Regions from separate parts of the Sus scrofa genome. Here all the other regions are linked to region 1. Evidence: chromatin contacts called from public HiChIP or PLAC-seq data. All regions are on one chromosome and are shown on one strand. The core of a region is the stretch at or near the end of the contact, and the rest is flanking DNA. Distances in the headings are between cores, read along the strand shown. Region 1 holds the start of TMEM159 (a long non-coding RNA gene). Region 2 holds the start of ACSM5 (acyl-coenzyme A synthetase ACSM5, mitochondrial). Region 3 holds the start of REXO5 (putative RNA exonuclease NEF-sp).

Region 1 (5,056 bases), core at 1,246-3,745:
GTTACTGGAAATTTTCTCATATTTCTTATTCAGAATCCAATGCTTCTGGAGGATCTTTCCTGAGGCTTGAAATAGTGGCTTAGCCAGGGTAACTAATTGTGGAAAGATGTAGACGAGGCTGCACATGGATTTATTTTATTGACCCATCGAATGGTTAGCAAGGGCCAAGTCCTTGTGCTATGGAGAGATATTAAGATTCCAACCATCAGGAAATATGTAATGTGGTAGAGGAAGCAGCCAAAAACTCAAGAAAGCAAAATCTGGTGGACGCTACAAAAAAGCCACAGGTAGAAGGAATTAGAGGATTCACAGAGGTTCCCCCTAGATGGCACCCTTGAACACAATTTTAAGTGGAGGCCCCAATTCAGCTTTGCAAAGCGACACCCATCAGGGAAGGAGGGTTGCAATGTTTTCTTTTAAAGAAAAACAAAATCAACAAAAAAACAACCAACCCTTTCCTGGGGGGGCATCCATCATACTGCAGTTGAAAAAAGGCATGAAACCAGACATGACTGCCTGAAACATGAGAATTTAGGAAGACATTTCTGCCTATGTCCTCCTATCGTCACCACTAGCTCCCTCTTTCCTGGATGTGGTGGAGGAAGAGAGGACCCTAAGCTTATTATTATTATGACCCCTAAACTTATTTCTCTATCCACCAGCCTAATTATTTCTGGAAATACTACTTGGTAGAAGTAATACATCATTGATGGATGGGCAAAGTCAGTGAAGGAAATCAAAAGGTACAGACTTCCAGTTATAAAATAAGTAAGTCAGGGGGATTAATAGACAGCATGGCAATTATAGGTAATAATACTGTATGGCATATTTGAGAGTTTTTAAGAGAGTAAATCTTAAAAGTTCTCACCACAAGGAAAAAAAAAACGCTATACATGATGACAGACATTAACTAGGCTTATTGTGATCATTTTGCAATGTACACAAATATCAAATCATTATGTTGCACACCTGATATTTGTTATATGTCAACTATACCACAATAAAAAAATAAAAAATAAAAATAAATAAACTAGGAAAACTTGATATGATGAGGGAGGAAAAACAAATACATTAAATATTTTTAGTCCCTTCTATGTGCCAGATAGGTGCTAAGTTCTTCACAGCCATTATTGTACTCACCAGCCCTAACTACAAACCTGTGATTGCTTTTCTCTTTCCTAAAGAGTTATTTTCCAGGTTGCTATGGACACGAGTCACAGAGGAGAGATGGATGAAAACAGGTCCCTGGATGGAAAGGGCCTGAGTCCTCAAGTCTATCCCCCTCTCCCTTTCACAGACGAAGCTGAGCTCAGAGAGATAATTCCTCTAAGGTTACACAGTAAAAGTCTGACCTGGGACCACAGCCCGGGACTGCTGGACCCCAGTTCATGGTCTTTACCAGTATGTCCTATGGCAGTTGTTCTCAACCTAGACAACTGTGCCCCCCAGGGGACATCTGCTAATGTTTGGGGACATTTTTGGTCATCTGCTAGGAAGGAAAGTACTACTGGCATCTAGTGGGTTGAGGCCGTGGATGCTGCTAAACATCTTACAATACACAGGACAGCCCCCTCAACACAGAATCTTCTTGACCAAAATATCAGCAGTGATGTCCAGCTGAGAAACCCTGCTGTATGGGTTGGATTTCGGGTCAGGGACCATGTGTTCTGGCTCTGATTTGAAACGGAGGATTTGGGATTAGACTTTTTCATGTATAAAATGGAAACACTAATCTAACCCATTTTTAAGGATGTCGCTGGGTCATGACATTTGCATTTGAAAAGTAGCAGTTAAAACCTTCCAGTCAAAGTCGTACTTACGTCACTGTCACTTGTCTGTCTTGAGCTCCAGAGATGCCTCCAAAAGACTTGGTTCATGGTATTTAGGCAGCGGAAGCCCTATGATCCTGAGAAAGCCCATTCTCACGCGCCAGTCCACCTGCCTGAGGTGGAAGGGCAGCTCTTTCAGAGCCTCAGTTTCCTCACGAGCTCCTCACTCAACGCCCGTCCGAGAAGCTCCGAAAGGCTGAGGGACTCCGCGCACTTTGCTGTGGCCACCCGGCGCTATGCTCTGGCCGCCACGCCGCAGCTTGCAGCGCCTCCGCGTGGTCGTTGGGACCTTGGGCCCGGTGAGCCCAGAAGAGCAGAGCAGAGGAGAGGCGCGAGGCGGGGCCGCGGAGCCGAGGGGCGGGGCGAGGAGGCGCGAGGCGGGGCCGCGGAGAGGAGGGGCGGGGCGAGGAGGCGCGAGGCCGGGCCGCGGAGGGGAGGGAGGGGAGGGAGGAGGGAGGGGAGGGAGGGGAGGGGAGGGGAGGGGCGAGGTGGGGCCGCGGAGCGGATGGGAGGGGCGAGGAGGCGCGAGGCCGGGCCGCGGAGAGGAGGGAGGGAGGGGAAGGGAGGCGCGAGGCGGGGCCGCGGAGCGGAGGGGAGGGGCGAGGAGGCGCGAGGCCGGGCCGCGGAGGGGAGGGAGGGGAGGGGAAGGGAGGTGCGAGGCGGGGCCGCGGAGGGGGTGGGAGGGCGCGAGCTCCAGCTCCTCGCCCCGCCTCTCGCTTCCTCTTCCCGCTCCTCTTTCCTGCGTTTTGCTTCCTCTTCCCGCTCCGGGCACACTCTGCTCCGCCTGCAGAGTATAAGAGGTGCGGCTGACAGGAGCAGGTGAGAGCTGGCTGCTGGGGCGCGGGGAAACTGAGGGCCCTGACTGGCTAGACTTCGCGGGGCGGGACGAACGGCAGAGCGCGGGGGCGGTGGGTTGAGAAGGTAGCTGGCGTCCCAGGACTTAAACCCTTCAGTCTGCGGTTTGGTTATTGTCCCATCCCTCCGAGCCCTCGGGGGACAGACACGCACACACACACGCACGCACACACACGCTTTATCCACACCTGCTACGTTTTGTGAAAGGTTTGTCTTCCCTATCCCAGCCCGGAGACCCTGCCCTTTCTTGGGAAACCTGGTTGGGAAGTCTCCAAACCCCCTCTTTAGAATTAATGAACACAGATGCCCTCCTCCTTATCAGGTTCTTCTCTAACGTGGACCCACCTTTCCCGTCAGTGCTGGTAGGAACTCCAAGTTCCAAAGGTGGATTATTCTCCCCAAATTAATGACTAGGTACTCGACTCCCTCCTGAGCTCCCATTTCCCTGCCTCGGTGCCCTTTCGGGTGCAGACCCCCTTCTCTACCTTCATCATCCCCCTTCCCCCCTCCCTTTGGATCCTAAGAAACTGGGCGCCTGCCCCCTTTCGCGTCTTCGAAGGCGGGGAGATTGGAACCACGTGAGGAGCGGGAGGCCTGGATCCCCTCGAGGCTGCCCCCAGGTTTCCTTCCTCCAGCCCTGGATGCGGAGCCCCCCCTCCCCCCAGCCGGAACGTTTAGGTTTTCCGTTTGCCCCGGGAGGGGCAGGGATGGAAGAGTTGGGGGCTTTTGTCGTGGAGGGGCGGCGGGCTGTAGAAGCGAGGGTGGGTTAGCTGGTGTTCTGGCTCAGCCCGGAAGGCGCGGAGAAGGCGGGGAACTTGTGTCCTACGCAGTGTAAGGGGTTAAATCTTCCCTCCGGAGACTTCTCAGTGCCTGCGGAGGCCCATCCGAGGAGTAAGTGACTAGGGGATCTGGGAATTGCTGTGTCTGTGGGATTCTACCCACTCTTGCCCCATTAGACTCCCCAAACCGGTCCGAGTGGACCTTGGGTTCCCAAGGCCCTGGGAGACCATTAAAGGGAGCTGGGCTTGTTTCTGCCTGTTGCAGATTTGAGATTAGAGGAACTGAGTACTGGGGGCATCGCAAATTCAAGTCGGTGCCAACTACAGCTTCTGAGACAATATGGGAAGAGAGGGGTTAGTTCTCCTCTGTTCAGGGGATTCCTTTTTCACAAAAGGGATTATAGCAGAGAATCTCTACCCAGGGTGATTAAAATGTACTTTAATTTGCTTCTAGACCCTGTAGATATTAGGTGCTACCTCTTCCCATCTCACATGATTAGCATGTGGGATGTTCAGTGTGGTAAATAAATGTATCTCTTAATTTTGTTCACTGTGGCAGAATCTTTTAGGCATTTGTGGTATGGGTCAGGAGATCAGTTTTAAGGAAGAAATGGAAAAGATATCTCTATGTCCAGCCCTACAGTTGTTCTGGGAAATAATAAAGTAAGAACAATATATTTGTTTGTATGAAAATAAAAAAGCATTTAAAAGATTAATATCTAACAACACATAGCTTTTATTAAAAATAAATAATTACATGAGATTGGAACAGTCCTGGAAATTCCAGGTTATCAAGTCACAGGGTATAATTGTGGCAGTCTGCCCCTGAGGTTCCTCTCTTGTTATGGAGAAGAGACTTACACACAAGTAAACAGAGAATAATTTATGGCACAGTATAATTGTTAGCCAACCTGTTTAGTGGTGATAGTAAATAAAGAAATTGGCTGTCACTTGTTTGAGAAGGACTTTTTGGCAACAAAACAAAACAGAAAAAACAAGGCAATAAGACTTGAAGGAGTGTATTCAGCTTTCTTACTTTCTTCCATACTCTTTTCAGCATGTTTTGAGGCTAAAAAAGATAAACATAAAGTCTCAGAGATAATACTGTTAACATGTTATATATCCTTCCAGATCTTTATTTTACTATGGGTATATAGAAATAAAATATGTAACAAGATGTAGTATTTTATATTTTTTTCACATCATAAATATATTTTTATTTCACCAAATATCTACGTTCTCATTTTGATGGCTATACAGATCTCCACTGTGTGTATTTATTCACTGTTTATTAGTAGACAGCTTCTTTCTATTGTTTTGCTATTTATTATGTGTTATAAATAGAGATGCACTGCACATCCTTTTGGCATGTTTTGATATAACTGTTTGATTATTTCTTTCAGATTCCTAGAAAATAGCTTGTTGGATCAAGGTGTGTACACTTTGAAATTGCCAAGTCATCCTCTGTCTTCATGCCCACCATCAGTGTGTGAGATAGACACTCTTGTTGGGTCAGTTGGGTGAAGACCACTAATGGTTTAAGATACTTTTCATTTCCTCCAGTGACAGCAAGAGACAAGGTGACATGAGAGA
Region 2 (5,056 bases), core at 1,865-4,364, 510 kb before region 1:
TTCTGGGGTTCTGGAGGGTCAGGGGTGGCCCTGGAGAAGAATAGGCCATTGTTGAGTCAGTGGGGGCCCTGCCCTGCCCTGCTGAGTGGGGGTCGAGGGGTGGAGGGCTAGAGGTCATTGGGGAGGGGGTTGCAGAAACAAAGCACACCAGGGGTAGCTGGTGTAGCATGAAGGTGTCCATATATTGGAATGTGAATCCCGGCTCTGTTGGTGAGCAGCTCTGTGGTCCTGGGAGGGTCGTGCGTTCTGAGGCTCTGTTTCCTCAGCTGTAAAAAGGCACATGACGCCCAAAGGGCCCTACATATTCTAGCAGAGGTGATACCTGTAAAGCAGTGACTTAGTGCCTGGAAGACACTCACTTGCTTCTGGCAATTATTTACCCAACGTACACGTGTACAGCATCATATCACAACCTTAAGTGTGATATATATACCTCAACTTGTTAATCATTTCTCAATAAAGCTGGGGAAAAAAATAAATATATTTAGGAGTACCCTTTGTAGCTCAGTGGTTAACAAACCAGACTAGGATCCGTGAGGATGCAGGTTTAATCCCTGGCCTTGCTCAGTGGGTTAAGGATCCGGCATTGCCGTGAGCTGTGGTGTCGGTCGCAGACACGGCTTGGATCCCACATTGCTGTGGCTGTGGTGTAGGCAGGAGGATACAGCTCCAATTCAACCCCTAGCCTGGGAACCTCCATATGCTGCGAGTGTGGCCCTAGAAAAGGCAAAAAGGCAAAAAGGCAAAAAAAAAAAAAAAAAAAAAAAAAAAAAAAAAAAGAAAGAAAGTAAATGTTAGTAATAAGTTCACGGGCCAAGATAGGACAAAGCATCATGGAGACTCTTCTACCTAGTTTTTAGCTGTAACAATATCTCCTAATCATTAACTCTTGAGTCAGCCTTTTGGGACTGAGGGGAGGCTGGGGGGTGGGGGGGTGGGGCTAAAGGAAAGGGCTTTTACTTCAAGACACAAAGATTTAGGGTCTGGTACCTGGTTTCAGGTGGCAGGCTGTGTCAGATGGGAGAGGGTTCCGTTTCCAGGCAGGGAGTTTGGGCATTGAAGGTTCCCTGAGCTGAGCCCTCGGAGTTGCCAGGCCCTGAGCTCTGGGGAAGGGGTGTCCTGGCAGAGGAGTTCGCCTGCGGGTGACCTGAGAGCCTGTAAATAATCCGAAATTCGGCAAGCCAATAAATTTTGGTTAGTGGAAACTGATCAGGATGGAGTAGGATAGTTGCTTGGGTGGTTATGGGGGTCCCAATGGGGGGCCATGGAGAGAGGTGGGGGCGGCCGGGGGAGCTTTGGGAGTTCACTGTGGGTCAGTGATTGTCCCGAGGGCCATTAGCAGGAGGCAGGCTTGCTGGACTCTTGGAGGCTCCATATGTGCCTGAGGTCATTGGGTGGGAGATGGGGGAAGCCCTGCTTTCAGGTTCAGACCCAGGGCAGGAGTTTAAGGACCACCCTTCTGCTGATTTGAATAAGCACCATGGCAGTCCGAGTTTGACCTTATAGGGTCAAATACTCTCCTACCAGATACCAAGGAGGAGCCACTGCTCAAAGAAAGAGGAAGAGGCGGTCTTTTCTGACCCCTGCACCCCTTGGATGATAAAACTGCAGCCCTCCTACTCCGAGGGGCAGAGCCTCCTCGCCCACCTGCTTGTATCTCTCACTAGCACCTAATCTTGATAAATCTGTTTCCTGCCTATCACTTTGTCTCTTGCTGAATTCCCACTGCGCTGAGGCCTAAAGTACCCCAGTTAAGTCCAGCCACCCGCCAGGTGAGTGATTCTAATTTAAAAGCTGTGGCTTCGGAGTTCCCATCGTGGCTCAGTGGTTAACAAATCCGACTAGGAACCATGAGGTTGTGGGTTCGATACCTGGCCTCACTTAATGGGTTAAGGATCCAGCGTTGCTTCGAGCTGTGGTGTAGGTTGCAGACGCAGCTTGGATCCCATGTTGCTGTGGCTCTGGTGTAGGCCGGTGGCTACAGCTCCGATTAGACTAGACCCATAGCCTGGGAACCTCCATATGCTGCAGGAGCGGCCCTAGAAATGGCAAAAAGACAAAAAATAAAAATAAATTTAAAAATTAAAAAAAAAAAAAAAAAAAAGCTGTGGCTTCAATGGGAGAGCCCCTCGTGGCTCGGAGGAAACAAATCTGACTAGTATCCATGAGGACACAAGTTCGATGTCTGGCCTTGCGCAGTGGATTAAGGATCTGGTGTTGCTGTGAGCTATGGTGTATGTCACAGATGAGGCTCGGATCTGTCGTTGCTGTGGCTGCGGTGTAGGCTAGCCGCTATAGTTGCAATTCAACCCCTCGCCTGGGAACCTCCATCTGCCGCCAGTGCGGCCCTACAAAGACAAAAAAATAAAATGAAATTTAAAAAATTAAAAAATAAAACCCGTGGGTTCAAGTCCCAATCTGCATTTGGGCTGGGTTTGAGTCCGGGCACCTGAGTTCAAATCCCAATCTGGATTTTGGGTTGGGTTCTCAAGTCCTGAATGTGGGCAGTTTCAAAACTTGCCATGGTAGGAATTTTAACCACAGATCCGGGCAAATGCAAAAAGTCACTCGTGCAGCTTTTGTTCTCAGAGGACCAGTTTACCAGCAGCCGCCCTGCAAACCAGAACTTCAAAGCCACAGCGTGCCTGCTGGGAGCTCTTCTCTAGACTTTGCCTTTGACGCTGAGCTAGACAAGGCGCCAGAGAAGGCTTTGTTCTTTTAAGAAGCTTTATTTAGTTGTCATTTACATACCCCCCAAAATTCTTTTAATTCAAGTGTGAAATTATTTGTGTTACTATTAATTTCTCTTAGGAAGTGTGCACAGTCGTGCAGTAGGACCACAGTTTATTTTCAACAAAGAGATCCCGTGTTAGCGCTGGCTCCGGGCACCTGCCAAGTGACTTCCTGTCTCCGGAAGGACAGTTCACTTATATTATTTTCACTATTATCTCCTCTCTGCTCAAATGTAATAAAAGCTTCTGTTCTCTTTTCCGATTAGAGGGAGACCTGAATTTTTAGGGAAAATAGACTCTAGAGTGGGGACACCCACCGGGCACGGGGGCTGGGGTTCCACCTCCCAGCAGTGAGAAAAGCCTGGAAGCCAAGCTCATTGGCTCAGCGTGTGCTGCCTAGCTGAAGCCACATGTCCTCTGCTGGCTGAGGGCTCTGCTGTCCCTGCATTTGGGGCCAGAGGTCCCGTGGGAGGCTGAATCAGCACATCGCCCTTACCAGCCAGGAGCCCGGATGTCTACAGGCGTTAAGCCGTGAATTCAGCTGAAGCAGAAGCTTTGTGTTTCCTGGGTTCAAGGACGAGGTACTGCCTAATCATATCCTTCAGCGGGAGTTGTCCTCTGCCCCCGGGAGCCCTTGACAAATGAACTTTAAAGGGGACAGGGCCTGAAATGGCCTTTTACACTTGGGAGGCAGGCCTGGGATTCTTATTCTTTGCTGTCAGGGGGCCCCAGGAATCCAGAAGTGAAAGGCAGAGGAAAAGGTCCCGGGCAGAGTTCGGGAAGGTGAGGGGTGGTGGGCCCAGGCAGGTCAGGGAAACTGAGTTCTGTGGCTACAGGGCCCCCCTCCCCCTTCCTGAGCTGGTGGCCCCAACAGAGGCTGGAGTCTAGGCCTTTCTGGGAGGTGAGACCCAGATGTCACTTTTCTCTTTCAAGCCTAGCTTTATCTATAAAATAGAGGAAATATTGCTGAAACGCAGGCTCTGTCCACCAGTGCCAAACAGAAACGTGGAGACAGAGTTTGGGGTGAAGGAGAAAAAAAAAATAGCTTTATTCCTTGGCTGGGCAATGTGGGCCACAGCAGGCTAATGCCCTAAAGACGGCACCCTCCTTTGGGGAAGAATTGCAGGGAGGTTTATTGTCTAAAAGGAGAAAAACAGGGTTTCAGATGAGAATCAGGACTGGAGCAAACTTTGCATTCTTCTTTCTTTGGGGGAAGCTTAGTCATCGAAGCTGGCATCAGATTTCAGTAGGATCCTGGTGGTGGGTTACTGCCTAGAATAACAGCTCTTGCAAAAAGGGCATATGGATCAGAGAGAAGAACAAACTAGGGCAGTTTCTCAAAACCATCATGTGCTAATAAGGTTTAACTTCCAGAAAATTGTTCTCTGGGTGCCTGGGCTTCAGCTCACAGATGATTGTGCTTAGGGTGCAGTCAAAGCAGGGAGAAGCACAGGGACAGGCTCCAGGCTGTTCAGTGTTGAAGTATTCTTTTTTTTTTTTTTTTTTTTTTTTTTTGTCTTTTTAGGGCCACACCCGGGGCATATGGAGTTTCCCAGGCCAGGGGGCCAATTGGAGCTGTAGCTGCCGGTCTAGGCTGGAGACACAGCAATGTAGGACTGAGCCACATCTGCAACCTACAACACAGCTCACAGCAACACCGGATCCTTAACCCACTGAGCAAGGCCAGGGATCGAACCCACAACCTCATGGTTCCTAGTCGGATTTGTTAACCACTGAGCCACGGCGGGATCTCCCGCTTTTCAAACTTTAATGAGCTCGACTTGTCTGGAGTTTCTGTTAAATGCAGATTCTAATTCCATGGGTTTGATTCCTGGCTGCACTCACTGGGTTCAGGATTCTGCACTGCCATGAGCTGTGGTGTAGGTCACAGACACGGCTCAGATGCCTCATGGCTATGGCTGTGGTGTAGGCCTGCAGCTAGAGCTCTGATTCGACCCCTAGCCTGGGAACTTCCATATGCTGCAGGCGCAGCCCTACAAAAACAAAAACAAACAAACAAAAAAAGAATTGTATAAGTAACAATTCACATCATATTTCCATTGGAGAGCAGAATTTGTGTATTACAATTCGCAACCAATTCAAACAGGGTTCGCATCATATTTCTGTTGGAAAGCGCAGCCCATGAGCTTTCTTTAGTGTTGCCAGGCCAGCTCAGGATTTGCCAAAGGTTTTCTGAGGGATTCACTTGGTAGGACTAAGCTTGGAAAGTGGACTCTGCGTTCCTGCCTTCAGATCCACAGAGACCCACAGGCACTGAGCGGTGGAAAGGATGCAGCTGAGGTCCAGGGGGGATAATTGAGCAG
Region 3 (5,056 bases), core at 1,548-4,047, 330 kb before region 1:
TGAAGAGAAGTGAAAAAAGAAGGACATACCTGTTTTATGCCTGTTAGTTCCATGCAAAATTCAGAAAGAATCGGATGTTCCTGAGGCTGAACATAGGTGTGGAACTCAGATTCAATCTCTCCAGTTGATGTGTTCAGCAATACAGCTGGAAATTCAACTGTACAAAAGAATTAGCAATTGACGCATATGTAATTGTTAAATTAAGGCTGCAATCACTCTAAATTAAACATATATTGCCATCATACAGCATTATTGAACAATGACTGTTTTAGTAAAGCATATCAAAATGACCAAAGCAGTATGATATGATGGTTTCAATAAAGTTATGCCAAGGAATAAATCAAACTGTTAAAGTTATGGGCATATCCACTAAAGTTTATTTTCTCAAACTAACTGTTAACTGTTTTATAGCTATAAAATTTCAAGCAACTTATCTAGTGCTACCTTTGGCTATTGGCAGTTCAGACTTACTTATTTCCTGGCTCCGGTGGCATTTCCCATCATTCCAACATGTTGACTCAAAATCAATGACAACTAAGTAGTCAAACAATTGCTCTACAAAAGATCAGAGTGTCCTTAATGTTTTATTAGTACTAAAAACACAAGGCTACAGAATATAAAGAAACTAATGACACTACTTACTAGATTTGCTTCTTCCCAGATTTCCATTTGCTGGTGCAATTGACTTTCTCCTAATTAATCCAAGCTGCCTAAAAAGGTAAACAATCCAGGTATGTCCAACAAACTCATTCATACTCTTCTTTTTATAAGCTAACAAACTGATGGTATAACCCACATTATGAATATATTTATGTATTATAATTGAAATTGAATTAGATTTTGAGGGCAAGACTTTGATTTTTTATACTAACTGCCACCCTCTTTTGATTTTAGTAGTCATTCTACCTGCTTGGGCTTCAAAGTGCATATTTGCAGACTTAAGACAATTATTTCTCCTCCCTTTATTTTATTTAATTTGATTTTATATTTTTTCCTTTTTAGGGCCTCACCAGAGGCATATGGAAGTTCCCTGGGCTAGGGGTCCAATCAGAGCTACGGCTGCCAGCCTTTGCCACTGCCAACACGGGACCCAAGCCTCGTCTGTGACCTACACCACAGCTCATGGTAATGCTGGATTCCTGACCCACTGAGCGAGGCCAGTGATAGAACCCACATCCTACTCAATTTGTTTCTGCTGCACCAGAACGTGAACTCCTTGCTCCTCTTATTTTAGAGTCATACTCAAGTGATTGTAAAGATGTATCGAAAAGCTCAATTTATTTCTGTTTTTGCATTTTTCAAGTCCTCACTGTGTATACAGCTCACTGTGAGAAGACAGGGCAGGTCCAGCCTTCTGGGAGCTTAAAATATCTCGAAAAAAACTAGATATCCATGGCAAACTGCCATAAGGTAATATATGATAAAGGATCCTTAAAGTTGTATGCTAAGTCCACAGAAAGGGATGAACTTGTTACCTGAAAACTGGGTGGGTGTTCAGCCAAAAGACAAAACCAAGGTAAAGAGTGGGAACAGGAAGAATTACTTGCAGCAAGTAAGGGCACTAGGGATCTTTCTCAAAATAGCAAAACTGGGGAAGTTTTAAACTAAGGGTACATGCATATTCATAAAGAGGCTTAGATGGTGGAGAATCTAAGCTTTAGATGATTAAAGTCAAGAGGGTCAGAAAAAAATCATCATCCCTTAGGTTCCAGTTGATCTGGTGGTTGAGGGCTTTGGGCTGATCTTTACCACTGAAAAAGAACTAGGAGGCTTTACAACTGACATATTATTTTTGCTATTGCTATTTCTCTTGCCTGATAATAGTCATTTGTTTCTGCATTCTTTTGTTCCCTTAAGATCATCAATTACTGAGACCTGTTTAAGAACAAGCACTGTGGCCAGGTCAAAAATGGCTTCTGTTAGGTCAAGAAAGCCATACCTGGTTCTTTCTCCAGGGAACCTGTACCCTAGCTGCTTACAAGCTTACTAAGGTCTTAAGTGCTGTGAGACAAACTACTTTGCTGAGTAGGCAGAGTTTAACTAGGCAGACAGCTCCTGTTGGAGTTTTTTGAGTGGTGAACAGCTGACATCTATTGATTGGTTACTACAGAGTAGGCGCTGAACACAGGTGGTGAACTCATTTCATCCTCAACAACTGTATAAGGCAGTCACTTTTGCTACCTATATTTAAAGGGTAAGAAAACAAATTCAGCAATTTGCCCAATGTGAACCCAAGATCATCCAACTCTGAAACTATTTCAGATAGCAGTGTAATGCCTATCCACTAATGCACTGCACTGCTTCCATGAAACGGAAAGGTGAACACCATGTCCAAGAAGCAGTAAAAAAGCCTAAATGATCTACATTATGAACTAAACAGATCACTAGTTAGTGGCAGGGAGAACAGTTTGACGGGTGTGGTGGGGCTGCCTATGATCTTGGAACCGGAGGGCCGTTCTTAATCGTTTCCCGAGGCCTAGAACAAGCAAACGCTGACTCAAGGGCACACAGAGAGCCCTGGTCCTTCCACCCTCGTGCAGAGGGTGGCCTGAAGCTCGAGAGGAGGGAACCTTTCGGCCCGGAGCCGGGAAGAGAGCAGGTCGGAGACGCCCGACCTGCAGAGAATGGAGGCTGACACTGCGGACCCTGGCGCGGACGCCAGTGCCGGACCAGGAGCGACACCCCCCGCCCCAGGCCGCGCAGAAGCCCCTCGCATACCTCGCTAGCTTCTTGGTTGCCATTTCCGAAGCTCCCTACTCGCCGCAGCCCAACGGCCGGAAGTCGCTCTGCCCCCCACTTCCGGTCCATTCAAAAGCCCCGCGCGGCTGAGGCGGCGGCTCTGGCTGAAGCTGAGGCGGCGACTGCGGCGGTGTGCGCTCTCCGCAGGGCTGCTGTTCAGCGGCTTCGGGGGTCAGGGGGGTGGGGAGTGGTTTTTGGTGGGGAAGCCGCTAGGCAGAGCCCCACCCCCCTCTTTTCCAACGGTCAGAGGCGCCGTTCGCGGCGTTGTGGAACCGTTTCGAACGCGGCCTCCGGCGTCCTCAGTAAAACCGTTTGGCTTGGGGGCCGCGGAGTTCGCTGCGCCGCCAAACCGGGAAGACCGTTGGCGCCCTCGCTTTGCGCGGCGGGCGGGGAGCGCTCTGTAAACTGAATTGAGAGGATCTGAGGAAGGTTGGAGGCTGCCGCAGCCCGTGCCGCTCCCCACGCAGGAGCCGCCCGGACTGGCGGGGCGTCGGGGTTTTCTCAGCTCTAACCGATCTTTCTTCACAGCTTCATGGAGCCAGAGAGGGAGAGGACTGGGAGGGCCCCCAAGAGGGGCAAGAAGAGGAGGCGCGTCGCGAACCAGCTGGTCGGGGCGGCTGAGGCGATGAGAGCCCGGTGGGATCTTGAGGAGAGACAGCAGCCCGAGGCCAAGGTGAGCAACGGGGAGCCCGAGGGGGCGGCCCGAGGCGGTTTGGAGCTCCCAGATCCTAATACCATCCCGCTGACGTTGGCAGTTTAAAACGGGTGTCGTGTCTGGCACACGCGAAGAACGCTCATTCAACGAACATTTATTGAAGTCTTTTCTGTTCCAGGAATTGTTCTAGGGTCGGGGGAGATCTCAGTGCACAAAAGCACAAAATTCCCTGCCCTTGTGCAGTTTACGTTCCAGCAGGGGAATAATAAGGCTGATGATCATCCCTGTCATTTATTGAGAGCTAAATATATGTGGTCCATCCCTTCAGTCATCAGATTTCTTTTGTCTATCATGTACTGGTCACTGCCCTAGGCACTTGAGGTACATCAGTGAGTAAATAAATATCTCCACTACCTTGCTGGTGGAGAAAGAAGATAAATAATAGATATGATAAATAAGTTATACAGTATATTAGAAGGGAACTAATGCTGTGAAAACATTTTTAAAAACTTGTGGGAGTTCCCGTCTTGGCTCAGCGGTTAACGAATGGACTAGGATCCATGGGGACACAGGTTCCATCCCTGGCCTTGCTCAGTGGGTTAAAGGATCTGGCATTGTGGTGAGCTGCTGTGTACCTCACAGATGTGGCTGGCAACTGTGGTTCTGATTTGACCCCTAGCCTGGGAACTTCCATATCCCTCACCTGCAGCCCTAAAACACAAACAAAAAAAATTTTTTAAATTATGGCTGGACTTGTGGCTTATAGAAGTTCCAGAACCAGGGATTAAATCTGAGCCACAGCTGCGGACTAAGCAGCTCTGGGATCCTTTAACCCACTACCACCAGCAGAGGATGGAACCCAGTCCTCCGCAGGGACACAATGCCTCATCTTCCCCTTATTTTAGTGTTTACGTTTTTCCCACAATCTACACTACCTCAATGCAACAAAATCAGGAAATAACATGGATATATCACTACCATCTAATCCTCAGACACCAAGATTCTCCAGTTGTTCCAGAAAAGTCCTTTTTAGCAATAAGATCTAGTCTAGAATCACATGTTACATTTAGTCTACAAGTCTCCTTCAGTCCAAACAATTGTTTGTTCAGTCTTTTCTTTCATATTCATAACCTTACTATTGAAGAATCTTGGACCAGTTATTTTGTAAAATGTCCCTCAAGTTAGGTTTGTCTCTTTTCTTATTTATTATATTGATTTGGCTATATACATCTTAGGAACATCACAGAAGTAATCTGTTCTCTTGTATATTATCAGGTTGTATACAAATTTTTTGTCCCTTTACTGGTGATATTAACCTTGATTACTTGATTAAGGAAGTATGTGCTAAACTTCTCAAAGGTTATTCTTTTTCTCTGTGATTTTGTGGGAGATGCTTCCTCATTAAACTTCCAGTTTATTTATTTTTTTTTTGCCTCAGCCCACAGCATGTGGAAGTTCCTGTGCCAGGGATTGAACCCATGCCATAGCAGTGACTCAAGCTGCTATAGGGACAACACTTGATCCTTAACCTGCTGTCCCACAAGGGAACTCCTGATTTATTTTTATTAGTATGAGTTTGTAGATACCTATTTTACTCAATGAATTATAATCTATTATGATATTTGCTGCTCAAAATATCCCATATTTGGCCATTAAGCTAGC

Evidence for each region. HiChIP or PLAC-seq counts read pairs in DNA pulled down with a chosen protein or histone mark.
Region 2: an H3K27ac HiChIP or PLAC-seq map of skeletal muscle shows a contact between it and region 1, with 4 times the contacts expected there. The contact joins the promoter of ACSM5 here to the promoter of TMEM159 in region 1. A contact is called at or near these places in 2 of 2 datasets of contacts at active chromatin or transcription factors (alveolar macrophages and skeletal muscle).
Region 3: a contact with region 1 is called in an H3K27ac HiChIP or PLAC-seq map of alveolar macrophages. The contact joins the promoter of REXO5 here to the promoter of TMEM159 in region 1. A contact is called at or near these places in 2 of 5 promoter capture datasets (fetal liver and liver), 7 of 47 Hi-C or Micro-C datasets (alveolar macrophages, embryonic fibroblasts, heart right ventricle and 3 more) and 2 of 2 datasets of contacts at active chromatin or transcription factors (alveolar macrophages and skeletal muscle).

What each region holds. Positions count from the first base shown.
Region 1 is chr3:24,908,266-24,913,321 of Sscrofa11.1, reverse strand. It overlaps TMEM159 (a long non-coding RNA gene), which reads left to right and starts at 2,495. Exons shown (of 8, transcript XR_002342386.1): 1 at 2,495-2,648; 2 at 4,867-4,895; 3 at 5,027-5,056. DNAH3 (dynein heavy chain 3, axonemal) reads right to left here and starts at 2,162. Exons shown (of 66, transcript XM_021086503.1): 1 at 1,821-2,162.
Region 2 is chr3:25,420,609-25,425,664 of Sscrofa11.1, reverse strand. ACSM5 (acyl-coenzyme A synthetase ACSM5, mitochondrial) reads left to right here and starts at 3,114. Exons shown (of 14, transcript XM_003124563.6): 1 at 3,114-3,313.
Region 3 is chr3:25,236,747-25,241,802 of Sscrofa11.1, reverse strand. It overlaps REXO5 (putative RNA exonuclease NEF-sp), which reads left to right and starts at 2,797. Exons shown (of 20, transcript XM_021086509.1): 1 at 2,797-2,869; 2 at 3,268-3,412. The coding sequence starts at 3,272. ERI2 (ERI1 exoribonuclease 2) reads right to left here and starts at 2,905. Exons shown (of 10, transcript XR_002342391.1): 1 at 2,719-2,905; 2 at 643-710; 3 at 472-555; 4 at 30-157.